Linked DNA regions of Gossypium arboreum: region 2 is linked to region 1. The links are chromatin contacts, called in public Hi-C maps. All regions are on one chromosome and are shown on one strand. The core of a region is the stretch at or near the end of the contact, and the rest is flanking DNA. Distances in the headings are between cores, read along the strand shown.

Region 1 (4,536 bases), core at 810-3,309:
CTGATGAGATTGAAATAGAGTTGGAAGGATTAGGGATTTGGTCGTTGGAAAAGATTGAAGAAGTTAGTAAGGGACAATGATGTTTAGGGCTTTGGAAATGGAGAAGGGATTGAATGTGAAGACTATAGTTGAAAGTGTAAAAAGAACGATGATGAAAAAATGAGGACAAAAATGAAAAAGTTAAATCTTTCAGCATTCTTACTGTGCTCTGAATGGGTAATTCAAAAGGTAGGGCAAAAAATGGTATTCAGCCTCTATTTAGTGATTAGTGGGAATAAAGAGATAAACATCAACACTCATAATAAACAATTACACTATACCAAACATTTACTTTAATGTGGGCCTATTGAATTTGAGTTGAATGCATAATTCATTACATTGAACCAAACATGCTGTTAATTCCTTTTCCAACAGTTACATCACCGATATTAATCATATGAAATAAAAATAATATTAATAAATTAAAATATAATTACATAAAATTACTTAGTAATTTAAAACAAACCCTCGCTTTTAACAAATAATTTCTAAAATTAAAGGTTAGATTAAAATGGTTTCACCTTCCATTTTATATATATAAAATTTTTTTTTAGCTCCTACTTAATTTTTCATCTTTTAGCCTTTAAATTTATTTTTATTTGTCAAATCACTTAAAATGAATAGAAAATTTGACTTTTTTAAACTTTTTGACGTTGCATACATGTGGATGACATGTCAATATTTACTTAATTTTAAAATTTAAAATTATAAAAATTATAAAAATTTTAAAAATTAAAAAAATTAAAATTATAAAAATATATTTTAAAAACTTAAAAGTAAATTAAATTTTGACGTGTCATCTAGGTGGCAATCCATGTATATACCATGTCAGCAAAGGAAACAAACATTAACTTTTCCATCAATTTTGGAGTGATTTGACAAAAAATACAAACTCAAGGGTTAAAAGAGACAAAATATTACATGGAGGGCTTAAATAACTTTTTTGTAAAGTTGTAGGGCTAAAAAACTCATTATGCCAATTAAAATTAAGGTAAACTACATCCAATGTTAGTAAACTATTAATAAGTTTATATTTTGGTCACTTAACTTCAGCAAGTTACAAAAAGATCATTGGATATTTAAAAGTTTTTATTTAAGTTATTGAATTATTAAAAAGTTTTTATTTAAATCTCTAAGTTGTTAATTTTTTTTATTTAAGTCACTAAACTATTAATAAATTTGGCTAGTGAGCTCCAATTGACAATTCGATGATTGATAGGGTGGATCAGTATTCACTAATAAGTAGAAAAGTAAATTTTAAATTCAAGTTGATTTGATGGTCAATTTCAAAAATCAAAGAAAAAAACTTTATGGATCTTAATTTGTAGAATTACGACATTGAATTGTTTCATAAAAGAATGAACTATAAAAAAAGAGAAATAAAAATTTTTAATTGGCGTAAATAATTTAAATAGAAAAGACAGTACGATATTAATTTTAATAATATAATAATTTAAATAAAACCATCAAATAATTCATTAATAATTTTATTAATTTTTGAAGTTGAATGATGACCACAACCTTAAAAAATATTAACACCAGTTTACTTTTTACACATAAAATTCCTTCACCTACCTCAACCATGACAGTCAATTTAAAACTATAGTGGGTCCTATCCTATTAAAAAACCCACGTCCGGACGCTAGAAAGATCTTCGTGTTTTATTAAGGTTTTACAGAATTATAAAGAAAAAGAAAAAAAACCTATTCCTGAACAGTAAAAGAAATATATATATACATGTATAAATAAAAACTAATTTTATATAGCGTGTAATTTTTCTTTTTAGATTTCATATGCACGTAAATAAGTTAACACTTATTTTATTTTATCTTTACATATATTTTAATTTTACAAGTAAAACTTAAAAAATCAAATATATCTTAAATTATATATTATTTGTTACTAAAGAATAGTTTTCTTAGATATTTAAAAATGATCTACAAAAATGTGACAGTTAATTGAAAGATAATTTATCAAATAATAATTTTGCAATGTCAATGGGTTCTTTCTCTTTATCCACATTTGACTGGTTACCGAAAGCTGTCTCACACATCACTTCATCTCAAGACAACACAACCTCTTCCCAACAACAACAAACAACAAACAACAAACAACATCTCTGGTTCAGATTTATCCAATCAAATTAAATTAATTAACCCACACTTAGCTAATTAAATTCAAGTATTTATTAGTCTAACCATTGACTCAATTAAGCCATAATTAACCCTAACATTATTGTTACGAGAAAAAGGGCTTTTGTCTTCCCCATTAAAGATGGGACTAAACTTATATTCAAAAAAAAAAAAAAAAAAAGAAAAGAAAAAAAAGATGGGACTAAACTTGGGCTTTGGGGATTCCTGCCCAGGCACTTCCTTCCCTTTCCTCCTTAACACATAACAAAGCGAAGCAAATCAGATATATATGTTAGATAGAGACTTTGTGACATAGTAATAGAAGGAACAAGAAATATGTTGGAAGATAGAGGTTCTTTTTGATCTATGTCCCCAAGTTTTTCTCCTTATTAGTCCTAAAAACATGTTACAGTTTGTGGGTTTAAAAGGCTTTTGAAGTTACAAAAAGTGGGTTAAATTCTAGGAATAAAGAAGGAAAAAGTGAGCATAGCGAGTTCTTTTTTTCTCTTACTATTGATATATTTATAAATACAAGTTTCTTGGGTAGCGTTGGAGATGAATAGTGGCGGTGGAGGTGGCGGTGGTGGCGTTGGGGGAGGAGGGGCTGGGAGTGGTGGTGGGGGGATGATGGCAATAAGGTCATCACCATTTACAGTGTCACAATGGCAAGAACTGGAACATCAAGCTTTGATCTTTAAGTATATGATGGCAGGTTTGCCTGTGCCACCTGATCTTGTGCTCCCTATTCAGAAGAGCTTTGAGTCCATTTCTCATAGGTTCTTTCACCACCCCACCAGTAAGCCCAATATGATTTTCTTTCATCTTTTATTTTTATTTTTAATCTCCCCTTCTCTTTTATCTCCCCTTTTCTTTTATTATTCTTTTCTAAACCTTTGATGTTTTGAGTTTTTTTTTTTGTCCTCTGGGTGTGTTTGTTTTGATTTGAGGAATCTTGTTCAGTATGCAGGTGTTTTCTTGTAAAAAAAAAAAAGAGATCTCTTTTTTCTATATTGATCTCTTTATTTTGAAAACCATAATCAAATTTTTTTTTTGATTTGAACCATAACCAGATTTTAAATAAAATTGGGGTTGAAATTGCTTCATACTTTTTTTTATGACTAAAAAATAAATAAGTAAAAAGATTGCTCATTTGCAAGAGATGGTTTCCCCCTTTTTAAAGGGTTTTAAGATAAAAGATTTTGATATGGTTGAGTGGATATTTGATTTTTCGATGATGCTTTTTACTTCCAGTGGGATAGGTTGGGAAACATTCCTTAAATTAATTGACTTTGAAGAGCTGTTGGGTTTTGGGGATAATCTCTTTACTTGCTTATTAAAATCACATTTCTAGGACCAAGATTAGTCGTTTTCGCTTTTTCCTCAATTTTCTTACATACAAGTTTGAAAAGCAAAAAAAAAAAAAAAAAAAAAAAAAAGAAGAAAAGAAGAAAAGAAAAACACTTGGTTCTATGTTTCAGTTGCTTTCCTTTCTTTGTTGTTTTTGTGTGTTAAGTTGGTTTCTTCTGGTGATATTACCTTTCGTCATGGATTGTCTTTAAATTTCTTTTACTTTTATAGTAGTTTATCTCAAAAGATTCTTCTAAGGTGATGCCAAATCCTTTTCTTCTGTGTTTCTTTATTCATCCATGTGATATTGCTGATGTCTTAATCATCAAGTATTATATCACTTTTTGACAATTCTTTATTCATATTTTGATGCTTGTAATTTTAGAGTTTTCTAACATCATTGTTATAATTTATTATGTTGTCATTGTTGCTGATGTTCCGTTTTCTTGTTTTACTTGTAACTTACTTTATTCTTGTTTTGTCAATCTTGTTCCTTTTTGTTGAAGAAAACCTAGCTAGTAATGAATCAGAGTTTTTGAGTGTAAATTTGCAGTGGGGTATTGTTCCTTCTATGGGAAGAAGGTGGATCCGGAGCCAGGAAGATGCCGGAGGACCGACGGCAAGAAATGGCGTTGCTCCAAAGATGCATACCCTGACTCCAAGTACTGTGAGCGGCATATGCATCGTGGCCGTAACCGTTCAAGAAAGCCTGTGGAATCGCAAACTATGGCACAGTCATCATCTACTGTGACATCATTGACTGTTTCTGGAAACAGTGGTGGGACTGGAAGCTTCCAGTGCCTTCCGTTACATGCCTTCAGTGGTACTCAACAAGTTACTGCTTCTGGACCTAATCAGTCCCATTATCATATTGAGTCAATCCCCTATGGAATCCCAAGCAAAGATCATAGGTAATCCTCATTTCATGCGTTTTAGTTTCGCATAATTTCATTCTTTGCATGTTATAGAAAAGAACTAAAACCAGAACTTGATTCCTTCATAATATTTCTTTTCTGTT
Region 2 (4,536 bases), core at 810-3,309, 510 kb after region 1:
ATTCAACAATCAACTAAGGACTCAACTTAAGCAATAAAAAACATAAGCCTAAGCTAAGTTCTCAAGTAACCGAAACCTTCGACATAGCAAACTTAAATTCCAAATATTTCGGTCTGTATTTAATATTTTCGTCTAAAACTGATTCTGTTCATCTGATTATTCACCCATGACAGATTCTCAACCTTTAAACTACACAACTACTCAATTCATGGTATCAAAATTTTTGACATGTTCATGGTAATTTTAACGAAAATTAATTATAACTCAAGAATTCTTTAACGAAAGTTTAAAGTAAATTTAGAAACCTTCTAATTACATAAAAAATAATTGAAAAACACTTTGAAACCACGTTTTTACACAAAATCTTGACATCCACCATTAACGATCCAATTTTCAACTTTTATTCAAAACATGCGATTTAATGACTAAAAACTTAGTTTTAAAGACTAAATAACATTTAAAACTATTTAAGAGTTGAATCGTTACCTTAGTTTACGAAAACCAAGTATTTGATAAAAAACCCGAAGAAACCCAAAAACTTAACAATGGAGAAATCTATGGTGATTTGAGCGTTTTTCTTGGATTTCTATGGAGGTTTATGGCTTGGGTGATGATAGAAATTAAAGGATTACAGTTTGGAAGATCAAAATAGGCGATTGAGGTTGGGGGTCTCAAAGGGATGGCACAACAAAAAGGAAGAGAATGTTTCTTTTCTTTTCTTTTATTCACGTCAAAACTAAGGTGAAAAGTGGGAAATATGGGCTGATTTTAAATTTTGATTTATTTGCCTCTTAAAAGTTCAAAATTTAGACCTTTTTACAAATCAGTCCACTTTTCAAATTAAAGGTCCTTTGAACATCTTTTTCAAAAATTGATTTAATTTTTTAAAAACTATAGTAAAAAATATTTCCAACTACCATGCTTACAAAATTCTCGAGCACACTAAAACTAATATTTGAATATACCCCTAAAACTACTAGGCTAAATTTTGGGGTATTACAGTAAAACTTGTAGAAGAATTGGTTCTCCTAAGGGAAGGAAATATCTTTTTGTTTTCGAATTTCTTATAAGGGTTCTACTATCAAAATTTCTAAATTACTAAAATTGCCAACAAGGATACTTTTTCCTAAACATGCCTAACTCATGGCTTTCTGGATTGTGTATCAATACTCAACAAAAATAATAATATTTTAATAAAGATCGTTAAACTAGAACTCGAAGATATTGAAAACAAATTTGAAGATTTCCAAAACTTATAGTTATCTGTTCCTCCTTGGCTTTGATGCCAAACGAGTCTTGAGGATATTAGGATGGGTGGAAGTTAAGTTTTACTAAAAATGAAAATTTTCAACATTTAATATTTTAAATGTGTTTGATAATTATTTTAATTTTTGCTTAATATAAAATTTTCAATAAAAAAGTGTGGAATAAGATAAGTAGGTAGGTAGGTAGGTAGCTACTTATCACTTAATGGAGAAAATATTAAGTTAATTTTATTTTATTAAAAATTAAAATAAATTATCTTTTTAAAAAAAGAGATATTCAAATTACCATATGTAGCTTTTATCCAAAACTCTCCAAAATAATATAATATAATATATTATATTATATTAATAAGATTAAGTTTTAAAAATGAATAATCTTTTAAAATCAATCCTTCCTTTTACCAAACAACTTAATTATATTCAATAATTATATTTAGTAATTTATCAAACAATTTTCTAATATAAATTCAACACTTATAAAATTTAGCAATAAAAATTCAGTACTTAATTTTTCAGCACTTAATTTTTATCAAACACACATTTAGTTAATATTTTAATTATTTATAGATATATTTGTAATTTTTATAAAATAATTCTTTTACAAATTCATAATTTAATTTGTTTTATGTGGGCCTTGCAAGAATGAAAATGATAATACAAAAAGAAGTGGATGGCCCGTTTGAATTTGGATATTGAAGAGCCTGACTAAGATCTAGAAATACGGCTCAGCCCACTCAAAATCAAGAGAAATATTTTTGTTTGACATTTATACCCCTGAGGCATTTCCCGCCAAAACTGAAAGGAAAGAACCCCTGGATTGAAAACTGGAATGTAGAAACTAGCTCACAAAACATACCCATAAACCCTAAAAATGGCATAAAAATTCCTCTAAAATCTATCAAAACGATCAAAATCAAAATCAATGGCTCCTTCGTTAAATGACGATTCGCCTCCTTCAACCATTGACGAAGCCTTCACCGAAAATAATCTCCAGGTTCCTTTCCCTGTGATTGTTTTTTTTTTTCATAAAAAAATGTTTTTGTTTCATTTCCCAAAAAAAAATAATAAATCACACTTTATACGTTTTTCTGCTTGGTTCTCAGAAAAAAGTCTTCGTTGTAAATTTATTTTAAAAAAATGCATGGCATATATTTCATGGTTAAAAGTACTTATTTAGTTAACTTTGAATATGTTGAGGTTTTGAATAGATTTTTATTAATTATTTTTCCCCAAAAAAACATGGCAGCCGTTTTTTGTTCTTCAAAAAGGACCGTCTCGGAAATCAGATAGAAAATCATCAGGAACTGGAAGAACAAGGAGATTCGATTTGTCTTCAGCATCACCAAAGAATTCTGCGAATATCGAAGACGAAAAGGAAGATGAAAACATGAACTTGAGAATGGAAGCCTTTGAATTTGTTTGGTCAAAAATTGAATCAACCATTAAAGTAGGTAAAAGTCCTAGTTTATTTATTCCTTACGCTTTTACTTTTCCCTTTTAAAAATTGTATAGCTTTGCAGGATGTTTTGAGAGTTATTAATACGAACGTGTTTAGCGAAATACAAACTTGGGTGCATCAATCTTTTGACACAATCAGATCACTTGGGACTCCCGAGTTTCCTGAAGCTACTCAATCATTCCCTATTATAACCGATGCTAATTCTAAAAGGCTATTTACTGGGCTTGTTCTTACTAGTAAGTTTTATGCTTCTTACTTTAGTTTAATGTTTGGTTGGAGTTGTTGCCCTTACCTTGTTTAACTAAAATTCTTTGGTCTATCTCGTTGGGTGCATGATGCATGCTATAAATATATCGTTTACAAAAGCTATTCTTTATGGTATATAATGGTTGACAGAGAATATGGAGTTTGTTGATGATCTACTGACTTTTGAAGAACTTGGAAAACACTTGAAATATCAAGGATGCCATGTTGCTAACCTTTCCTCACTTGACTTTACTGCCAAAAATGGGGTTGGTGGTTGCCTAAGAAGTTTATTAAGACAGTTTTTAATGTCTTCTTTGGATGTAAGTACTGGTAACAGCTCTCTTTGACTGTTGAACGATAATTTACTTGCAGTTTGTAACTTGAGCTTGTTCCTTATTTCCCTTTTTGTTTGAGCAGCCAGCTGACATATCAATCTTAGCATCATGGTACAGAGAAGAAAACTGCAATAATCCAGTGGTTGTGATTATTGATGACATCGAGCGTTGTTGTGGGTCTGTCTTGTCTGATTTCATCCTTATGTTAAGGTATTACAGCACATCCTCTCATTCTTTTACAACCTGAAAGTCCTAAACTATCTCTTTATCATTTACTTATCTACTCAGATTCTCCTTGCTCTGGATCAGTCTTATGATACTGCATTATGTTTTTTTTTTTTTATGAAACCAGACTTTTCCTTGCTCTCAATGCTTTTGACACTAGGTTTAAATTCACTTTACTATTCATCTCCTAGTATAAGTGTTGCTTGCTGTTAGTTTTTGGATTCAGAGCCTTTTATCTAATATCAAGTTATTTTCTTGCTTTTATATCCAAATACATACCTAAAACCTGTCTTTATTATTTGCTCTTATATCCAAACGCAGTTTCTATATTTTTTTTTTCTTTTGGAAGTAAAATGTACCAATGGTAACAAACAAATCACACTCACCTAATAATCTGTATTGCACTTGCCTTTTTGTTTCTGTCAGTGAATGGGTTATCAAGATTCCTGTTATTCTAATAATGGGGGTTGCAACAACGCTTGATGCCCCAAGAAATATACTTCCTTCAAATGCTTTACGGTGCTTGTGCCCCTTTGAGTTCACCTTGGGAACCCCAGCCGAGAGAATGGATGCAGTTGTTGAGGCTGTTCTTGTGAAGCCTTGTTCTGGGTTTATCATTGGCCACAAGGTAGCAGTTTTTATGAGAAACTACTTTGTAAGCCAGGATGGAACTCTAACATCTTTTATTAGAGCTTTAAAGGTTTGTAACTCCATTTTGGCATAAATAAGGAGTTTATTCTTGGTTTTGCAGTGTTGCTGTTAACTTCTTGTGACTTTGAACATAATTGCATTCTTGCTGAAAATCTGTTTTATGGAGGTGTTTCAGATAGCATGCACTCAACATTTCTACACAGAGCCCCTGAGTGTCATTTTGCTTGAATTTGCTTCTGAAGAGGATAACTTGGTTAGTATCTTAGTATATTCTCTGACAAGGCCTTGTGCTTTTTCAATAATAGTGCATTCTTAATTCTTGATTTTTCTGTAATTTATCAGAAGGAATTTTTTA

Evidence for each region. Hi-C and Micro-C count contacts between places; a contact is called where the count stands out from the background.
Region 2: a contact with region 1 is called in a Hi-C map of leaf, with 2.1 times the contacts expected there. The contact joins the promoter of LOC108463638 here to the promoter of LOC108462455 in region 1. A contact is called at or near these places in 3 of 5 Hi-C or Micro-C datasets (all in leaf).

The regions. Positions count from the first base shown.
Region 1 is chr2:15,839,159-15,843,694 of ASM2569848v2, forward strand. It overlaps LOC108462455 (growth-regulating factor 4-like), which reads left to right and starts at 2,060. Exons shown (of 4, transcript XM_017762404.2): 1 at 2,060-2,967; 2 at 4,072-4,429. The coding sequence starts at 2,727.
Region 2 is chr2:16,352,439-16,356,974 of ASM2569848v2, forward strand. It overlaps LOC108463638 (origin of replication complex subunit 3), which reads left to right and starts at 2,060. Exons shown (of 18, transcript XM_017763550.2): 1 at 2,060-2,259; 2 at 2,512-2,712; 3 at 2,786-2,960; 4 at 3,121-3,290; 5 at 3,388-3,515; 6 at 3,957-4,230; 7 at 4,357-4,434. The coding sequence starts at 2,188. LOC128285383 (a long non-coding RNA gene) reads right to left here and starts at 527. Exons shown (of 4, transcript XR_008275893.1): 1 at 487-527.